Regions from separate parts of the Mus musculus genome. Here region 1 is linked to region 2. The links are chromatin contacts, called in public HiChIP or PLAC-seq maps. All regions are on one chromosome and are shown on one strand. The core of a region is the stretch at or near the end of the contact, and the rest is flanking DNA. Distances in the headings are between cores, read along the strand shown.

Evidence for each region. HiChIP or PLAC-seq counts read pairs in DNA pulled down with a chosen protein or histone mark.
Region 1: a contact with region 2 is called in a FOXA1 HiChIP or PLAC-seq map of pancreatic cancer cells. The contact joins two enhancer-like sites. A contact is called at or near these places in 2 of 115 datasets of contacts at active chromatin or transcription factors (embryonic stem cells and pancreatic cancer cells) and 3 of 9 other capture datasets (adipose tissue, liver and pancreatic islet).

What each region holds. Positions count from the first base shown.
Region 1 is chr7:100,464,129-100,467,406 of GRCm38.p6, forward strand. All of the region lies in intron 32 of C2cd3 (C2 calcium-dependent domain containing 3), which reads left to right. It overlaps Gm10603 (a long non-coding RNA gene), which reads right to left. Exons shown (of 2, transcript XR_001778233.2): 1 at 400-3,278. Among named protein-coding and RNA genes, the nearest start is that of Gm10603, 3.6 kb to the right of the region's middle. Within about 2 kb of position 1,728, at least 171 of the 459 cell types and tissues checked have an H3K27ac peak or open chromatin away from gene starts, as enhancers often do. A contact at or near this core is called in pancreatic cancer cells, where this site is marked.
Region 2 is chr7:100,300,855-100,304,299 of GRCm38.p6, forward strand. The region is part of intron 5 of P4ha3 (procollagen-proline, 2-oxoglutarate 4-dioxygenase (proline 4-hydroxylase), alpha polypeptide III); the gene reads left to right. Among named protein-coding and RNA genes, the nearest start is that of P4ha3, 17 kb to the left of the region's middle. Within about 2 kb of position 1,692, at least 85 of the 459 cell types and tissues checked have an H3K27ac peak or open chromatin away from gene starts, as enhancers often do. A contact at or near this core is called in pancreatic cancer cells, where this site is marked.

The DNA.
Region 1 (3,278 bases), core at 478-2,977, 160 kb after region 2:
TGGAACAGAAATAGGACTGGCTGGGACAACTCTTGAAGTCAAGGGAAGGCTTTCTTACTTTTTAAGATATATGAATGTTTTGCCTGCATGTGTGTGTGTGCACCACATGTGTGCCTGGTGCCCATGGAGGTCAGAAGGGGGGATTTGATCCCTTACAACTGGAATCACACGTGCTATGAGCTACCGGGTGAGCGCTGGGAACTGAACCTGACATCTTTAAGGCTCCAGTGCTCTCTGCCCCAGGGAAGGAAAGGCTTCCAGAGGGCTGAAGGTGGAGATGCTACTTCAGAGGAGCAGGTCAGCCCCTGGGTCAGAGAGGCCTGGGTCCAGAGCAGGTGTGGGGCCTGGGAAGTGCGCTGAAGCAGGTGCGAGCTGGGATTTGGTGACAGGACTGCCTACCTGACGGAAACACGTGATTTCTCAATATTGTTCCAGGCAATGCTCAGCTTAGAGGGAGAGGGGAAGGGAGGGAGAAGTCCAGCCTTGAATCTCCATTTGTAGATCCCATTTTATTGTGTATAACAAAACGTTTCCTGAGGAGACAGAACACATATCTATTCACCCCAGATAGGTATACTATAACAGACCAAAGCTTGGATACCACCAAAGTCCAATCTGGTGAGCCATGAATTTTACTGTGGGTACTTAGAGGAACATGGGTGAAGGGCTCCAGCATGGGTGGCCTCTTAACAGGCACGCTCCGATCTGGTCTGTTCTGAAGAGCTGCCTCTGCTGTGGAACGCAAGCTCCCTGGGTAAGGGGCCAGTGGTTCTGTCTTTCCCTGCATCTGACTGGAACTATGGCCTTTGCATAGCTGCCAGCAGAGCTTCACCAGATCATACCAGAAGGGAGACAGGTCCAAGGGAACTTCCTGAAGCCCAGGGCCCTCATGACTGTGGCTCTGGCCTTATGGCTTTGCTCCTCCTGTTAACAAAGATCCTGACCTGTTTCATTTTCTTTGAACCACCAAGTCCCTAGCACTCTGCAGAATTCAAGAAAAGACCTAAAGGTCACAGGAAGGTTCTGCTAAAGGCTACCTGAAACTTTTGAAAGAAGATGAGTAACCTGGGTGAGAATATACAGGAGTTGGAAAGAAGGCAGAACTAGTTGGTACCTAGCCTGACCCAAACCGCAAGTTAGTGTTTACCTCCCAGGTAAGGTCTGTAGACCTGCCGGCATGTGCTATGCCTGTCAAGACCTGAGCAGGCTGGTGTGCAGCAGGGTCCAGGAACTCTGCCAGGCACTGACTCTATGGAGTCTGGACTTTGGAAACTTCCCACTAGTCAGCACTGGTTAGCGTGCTAAGGAGTCTGTCTGGCTCTCCTGGGCTCTTCATTGTGGAAACTGGGGACCAGTGACAGTGTAAACAGGAACCCTGTGGGCTGGCCCTGTTAGAAACGGCTTCTCAGAAGGACAGAAGTGCCAGGTGGTAAGGCACAGAGGGAATACTTAGGTAGAAGAGCCCCATGGGGAGAGTGCTAACAGGGATGGGAAGGGAGCTGGGGGGGGCCAGCCATGCTGTAACTGGCTTGGTTAAATTTCAATCTTCTGCCCAGGGCTGGGACTCTGGTCTGAGTGTCCTGTCCCCACTTCCCCCGACTCATAGCTGTGGCTGCTGAGTTCTCTGCTGTCTTCAGTGTCTGGGAAGTCCTTGTTGCTACCTTAGGAGTGGATAGTGGGAGCCGCCCCAGAGAAAGGCAGCCAGCCAAGGGGGTGAAAGTTGAGCCCAGTGGCAGCTGTGTAGAGCCCTCACACAACCTCTGAGGCAGCCGTCCAGGCAGCCTCACCGGGCAGGGCAGCTGTTTGCTTTCAGTTTTATCTCTCCAGGGTTGTTTCTCACTTAAGGGCACTGCTCTGGAAAAGAGCAGAGCTTCAGCCATGAGCCCAATCTAGAGGATCACTTGGGGTCTTGTGGGTGGTTGTGAGCACTTGCCTAGCCAAGCCCTAAGCTCCCTTGGGGAGCTGCCAAACCCTAGTTCTGCTCAGGACCTAAGATAAGAATAAAAGCTTTGTTTTGCTCTGGTGTCTAGCCAGGGTCACCCCTAGCTCCAGCAGAGCTCCTGTGTTTTGCCCGATGTACCTGTCATTTGCCTCCATGAGATCTGAAGTTTGAGTTTCATAGTAAACCAGAGAAAGAAAACCAGAGTTTACTAACTCTGCTTGGCAGTGATCACTGAGACCCACTAACAGAAACCATCTTACTTATAAATAAGTGAAATGGGTCATCTATACCACAAACCAGTATTCCTTCCATTCATCTCACTACATGTCCACTGAGAAAGGACTGGAGAAGCTTACAGAAGACTAGAGACAGTCACCTGTACCCACCACTCCCCACAAGCACATAGCCTCTGATGAAGTAAATCTAGAGGTGTAATGAAGAGGCTCTGAACTGAGATTAGACCACACTGCAGAGCAAATAGCACCTCTGAAGAAACCACACCACGGGACCTGTACAAAGTCAGTCAGTGTCTCTGTCTCTGTCTCTGTCTCTCTCTCTCTCACACACACACACACACACACACACACACACACACACACACGCACACATGAACTTTTACAGGTCAGCTCGTTGAGGTTAAAGAGGAACAGGTGAGACTTCCCCCGACTGCTTTGTGGTTTGTTGTTTGTTGTTTGCTTGTTTGCGTGAGTGGGTGGTGGTGTTCACACAGCTCCCTTTTCTATGGCTGTTACTCTAGAGCTCCTCTCCTCAGTCCGTCCACCCTGGCGACTGCTCTCTGCACCTGAGAAATCCCCTCTCCACACCTTAGCTCAGGCCAAGCCTCCATTTGGCATCCTCTCCCTTCACATAGTGTTCAGACTCCATCTTCGTGTTTCTCTCTAGTCCCTCCTTGAAGTTCCCTTCCAGGGATTCCATCCATGGATGGCCCCTCTGTCCAGACCCTAAAGAATCCCTAAGGTCTGATGATCCACTTGCCTGTGGGAGGAGGGGAGGGCGGCTCCTGCAAAGTGCATGCTGGGCTGCTGGGCGCTTGCTTTGTGATGCTGTGCAGCATGGAGAGGAGTGGCCAGTGCATGTGGGTGTATGTCCCTCCTTAGACACCGTCCGCTGCCCAGACCTTCAGGGGTATGTGCTGTAGCAACTCTGATAAAGAGACTCTTTAGCACTTACTAATCAAGACGTTTGCTCAACCCCTTTAAAGTCAACAGGTACTACTAAGCATACGTATCTCCACCCTCTCTGCCCTGGGCTCTAGGCCTGGGCTATACAGATAAGGTCCCCCGGGTCTGGGTGTGGGTACTGGAAGGTTGGCTGA
Region 2 (3,445 bases), core at 442-2,941:
CACGCTCGTGCACGTGCACATGCACCAGTGTGGGGCTGTGGGTGTAGGGGAAGAGGGGGGAGGGACAGAGCCCACGTCCAGCCAGAAGCTTTCCACTCGGCCCTGGGTGGACATCTGGCTGTGTGAAGTCACTGACCCCACATGGCGGGGAGTGGACAAGGGGCAGCCCCTGTACCAGGTTCTCAGTCTCCGGCATCCCACACTGGATATGGCAGAGAAGCTAAGAACAGAATAGGGGCCCTGGAAGAGGGCAGAGTGAGAGAGGTTCCCACACAGGTGAGAGTCCTTAGTCCAGTGGCTGGAGCACAGGAAGGCCTTCTGATGGGAAGATTAGGCATAGCTCATTAGGAGAAAGCCTATCCTATCATCCAAGCACAGTGAGCGGGCCTTGATGAACAGAGACAGTCTATGGTTTTAGAGCTTTATTGTAGAAAGGCAGGGGGAAAGAGAAAAGGTAGAAAGAGAGAGAGAGAGACCGGACATGACCAAGAGAAGAGAAGGGGAAAAGGAGAGAGAGAAGAAAGGCTAGAGAGTAAGAAAGCTTAGAGAGAGAGAGAGAGAGAGAGAGAGAGAGTAAGAAGGAGAGCAAGGAAAGTAAAAGCTTAAGAGAGCAAGGAGGGGCCAAGCAGCACCTCTTATAGTGGGCTTGTTATCTTGCTGTTGCTAGGTAACTGGGAGGAGTCTAGCTTGAAGGTCAGAAGCTTGGGACATTGTCTAGTAACTGCTTAGCCACATGCTTCTCCTGTGGGTGCTGAGGGGGCGGTACCTTCACAGGAGCCTTGAGTCCAGGAGACGGGAAGGAACGCCTTCCATCTCATGTAGGTGAAAATGATCACCACAGGATCCTACCAGGGCTCCACCTCTCAACTGGACTGGAGACCAAGCTGTCTGTGCACAGCCCATTGCCCCACACACCAGTGCACAAGCCTGTGCTTATGCATGCAGGGAGCAGAGAGGGGTACAGGGCGTCTTCCTTTATTGATATCTTACTTCTTTATTTAATTTTTAAATTTTACCTTGTGAGTATTTTTATGTGCATGAGTACTTCCCTGTCTGTATATTTGTGTACCACTTGTGTGCCTGGTGCCTGGGAAAGTCCAGAAGAAGATGCCAGACTCTCTGGAACTGGAGTTGCAGACAGTCCACTAAAAGAGGAGTCAGAGCTAACCACGAGTCAGAGCTAACCACTGAGCCATCTCTCCAGTCCCTCCACCTTAATTTTTAAAGACAAAGTCTTTCACTGAACTTGAAGGTCACTGCTTGGTCTAAGCAGGTTGGCTAGCAAACTCCTGAGCTCCAACAGTCTGCCTGTCTTCACCCCCCAAAAACCTGGGGTGTCAAGCGCAGGTAGCCATGTCCAGCCATGTATGTGGGTGCTAGGGATTTGGACCCAGGCTCCTTCGTGTTGACAGCAAGTGTCCTGTGAGCTACCTCCGCAGGGCAGATCATTGAAAAGGGGAAATTCATGTGTTACTTGGGAAAATGGTTAAAAGATGTCGACCAGCCTCTTCCCAACTTGTTCTTTCAATGAGAACAAGTGCAGGCTAAGAGCCAGTTTCTGCAGAGGCAGTTTGAAGACCCAGGTTTTGGAAGGAAACCCAGGAATGAATCACATCAATGTGCACTGTGTATGTGAGAAGGGAGTGACTCAGAGGGCCATTCACGTCTTTGACTGTTTACTGAGAGCTATCAGTTCTTGCTCAAAACCAGAGCTCACTTGGCTATGCAGGCATCCTGCCCAGGTCTGGCTTCAGCCTCGTCAGGGAATGCCTTCTGTCAACAGCAAGGGAGGAGATGCTGCATAGCTCAGCTTAAAATTTTGGTGGTAGAATTTCTTTTGTGTATTTAGCTACTAACGTAAGATGCAAAATCACTGATAGTCACCAAGTGTTTGAGGACATCTTGACTGTTTTGATTTGTGTGTATGGGTGTTTTGCCTACATTTCGTTTGGTCTGTTCACTATGCACATGCCTGGTGCCCATGGAGACCATGGAGAAGGTGTCAGATCATCTGGAACTTGAGTTATAGATGATTGTGAGCCACCATGTAGGTGTTGGTAACTGAAGCCACATGCCAGAGCTGCCAGTACTTGGAACCACTGAGCCATCTCTCCAGCCCCTGGGGTTACTTTTAAACTGCAATTATTCATAACTTTTACATGGATAACCTTGCGTGTTCTGCCCTTCACATCTATCTCTAGATTCTGTATCCATGGATTCACCCAACTTTGTATTTAAAAAAAAATACATGAAAAACAGTGTTGTCAGTAAAGAACAGGTATAGTCTTTCCTCTTGCCATATCCCTTAAGCACCGCAGTGCAACTACCATTTCCTAACTTGTGTATATAGCATTTATGTTGTGCCCGATGATATAAATTAACCAGAGGTGATTGGAAGCATGCTGGTGGAATGTGCACAAGCTGTCTGCAAATGCTACACTATTTTATAAACAGACTGTGGATTTTGGTATCTAAAGAGAACCTGGAACCAATCTACTGTGGACACAGAGAGGAGGCTCCAACAGTATTCCTTTTTGATGCCTTGACAAAGAATGGGATGGGGTGGTCTGCAAACACATGAGTAATTAATTAGTAGGATAAGGAAAATTAAGGCGCTGGGGTGATAGCTCTTCTTAAAGCATTTATCTTGCAAGGGTGAAGACCAGAGTTTAGATCAACAGAAACCCACATAAAATGTGGGGTGTGTGTGGTGGCCCACCTGTAGTCCCAGCCTTCAAAGGCAAAGGGTGAAACAAGATTTCCAGAAGATGGTCACTAGCAAAACTAGCCACATTCAACAGCTCTGGCTTCAGCTTCGAGATCCCGCACAGTGAGTGAGGCAGGAGAGCAATGGATGATGACTCGACAGCAACCTCAGCCTGCGCATGCGTGTGCACCCTTCCATGTGCCTTCACAAATGTGCAAGAACATGCAGATACACACAAGTACAAAAAAAAAACCCCATAAGTCTAAAGTCAACGTTCTTTTATTTCCTTGTGCTTTATCCATAAAAATCTCCATCTCTAATGACCTAAGCTGTGTACTACCTTCGGTGATTAATAGGGCACGGCCACTGAAGGTCTTGCTTTCGTTTCTGGTTTTGTGGACTGTTCACTGGTGTTTGGATTCATCATTTTCATTCTTCAAAGAGTCATTTCTCCTTTTATTAGAAAGGAATAATAACATCTGCTCCTTTTCAATAGCAGTGGTACCTTAAAAGCATGGTGTGTGCCTCAGATTCTCAGACTGTGGGAAGATAAAGTGTAGCTCCATTTTGACCCATACTCTGTGAAAGCCAATAGAAATTTTTAGTATTTATTTTTAGTTTTTAATTATGTGTACATGTTGGAATCTGTGTGTGGGAATGTGCATGTGTGAGTGCAGGGCCTAGAGGATTTCAGAAGGGAGTATCAGATGCCCTGGAACTGGAGTTCCTGGTGGTTCC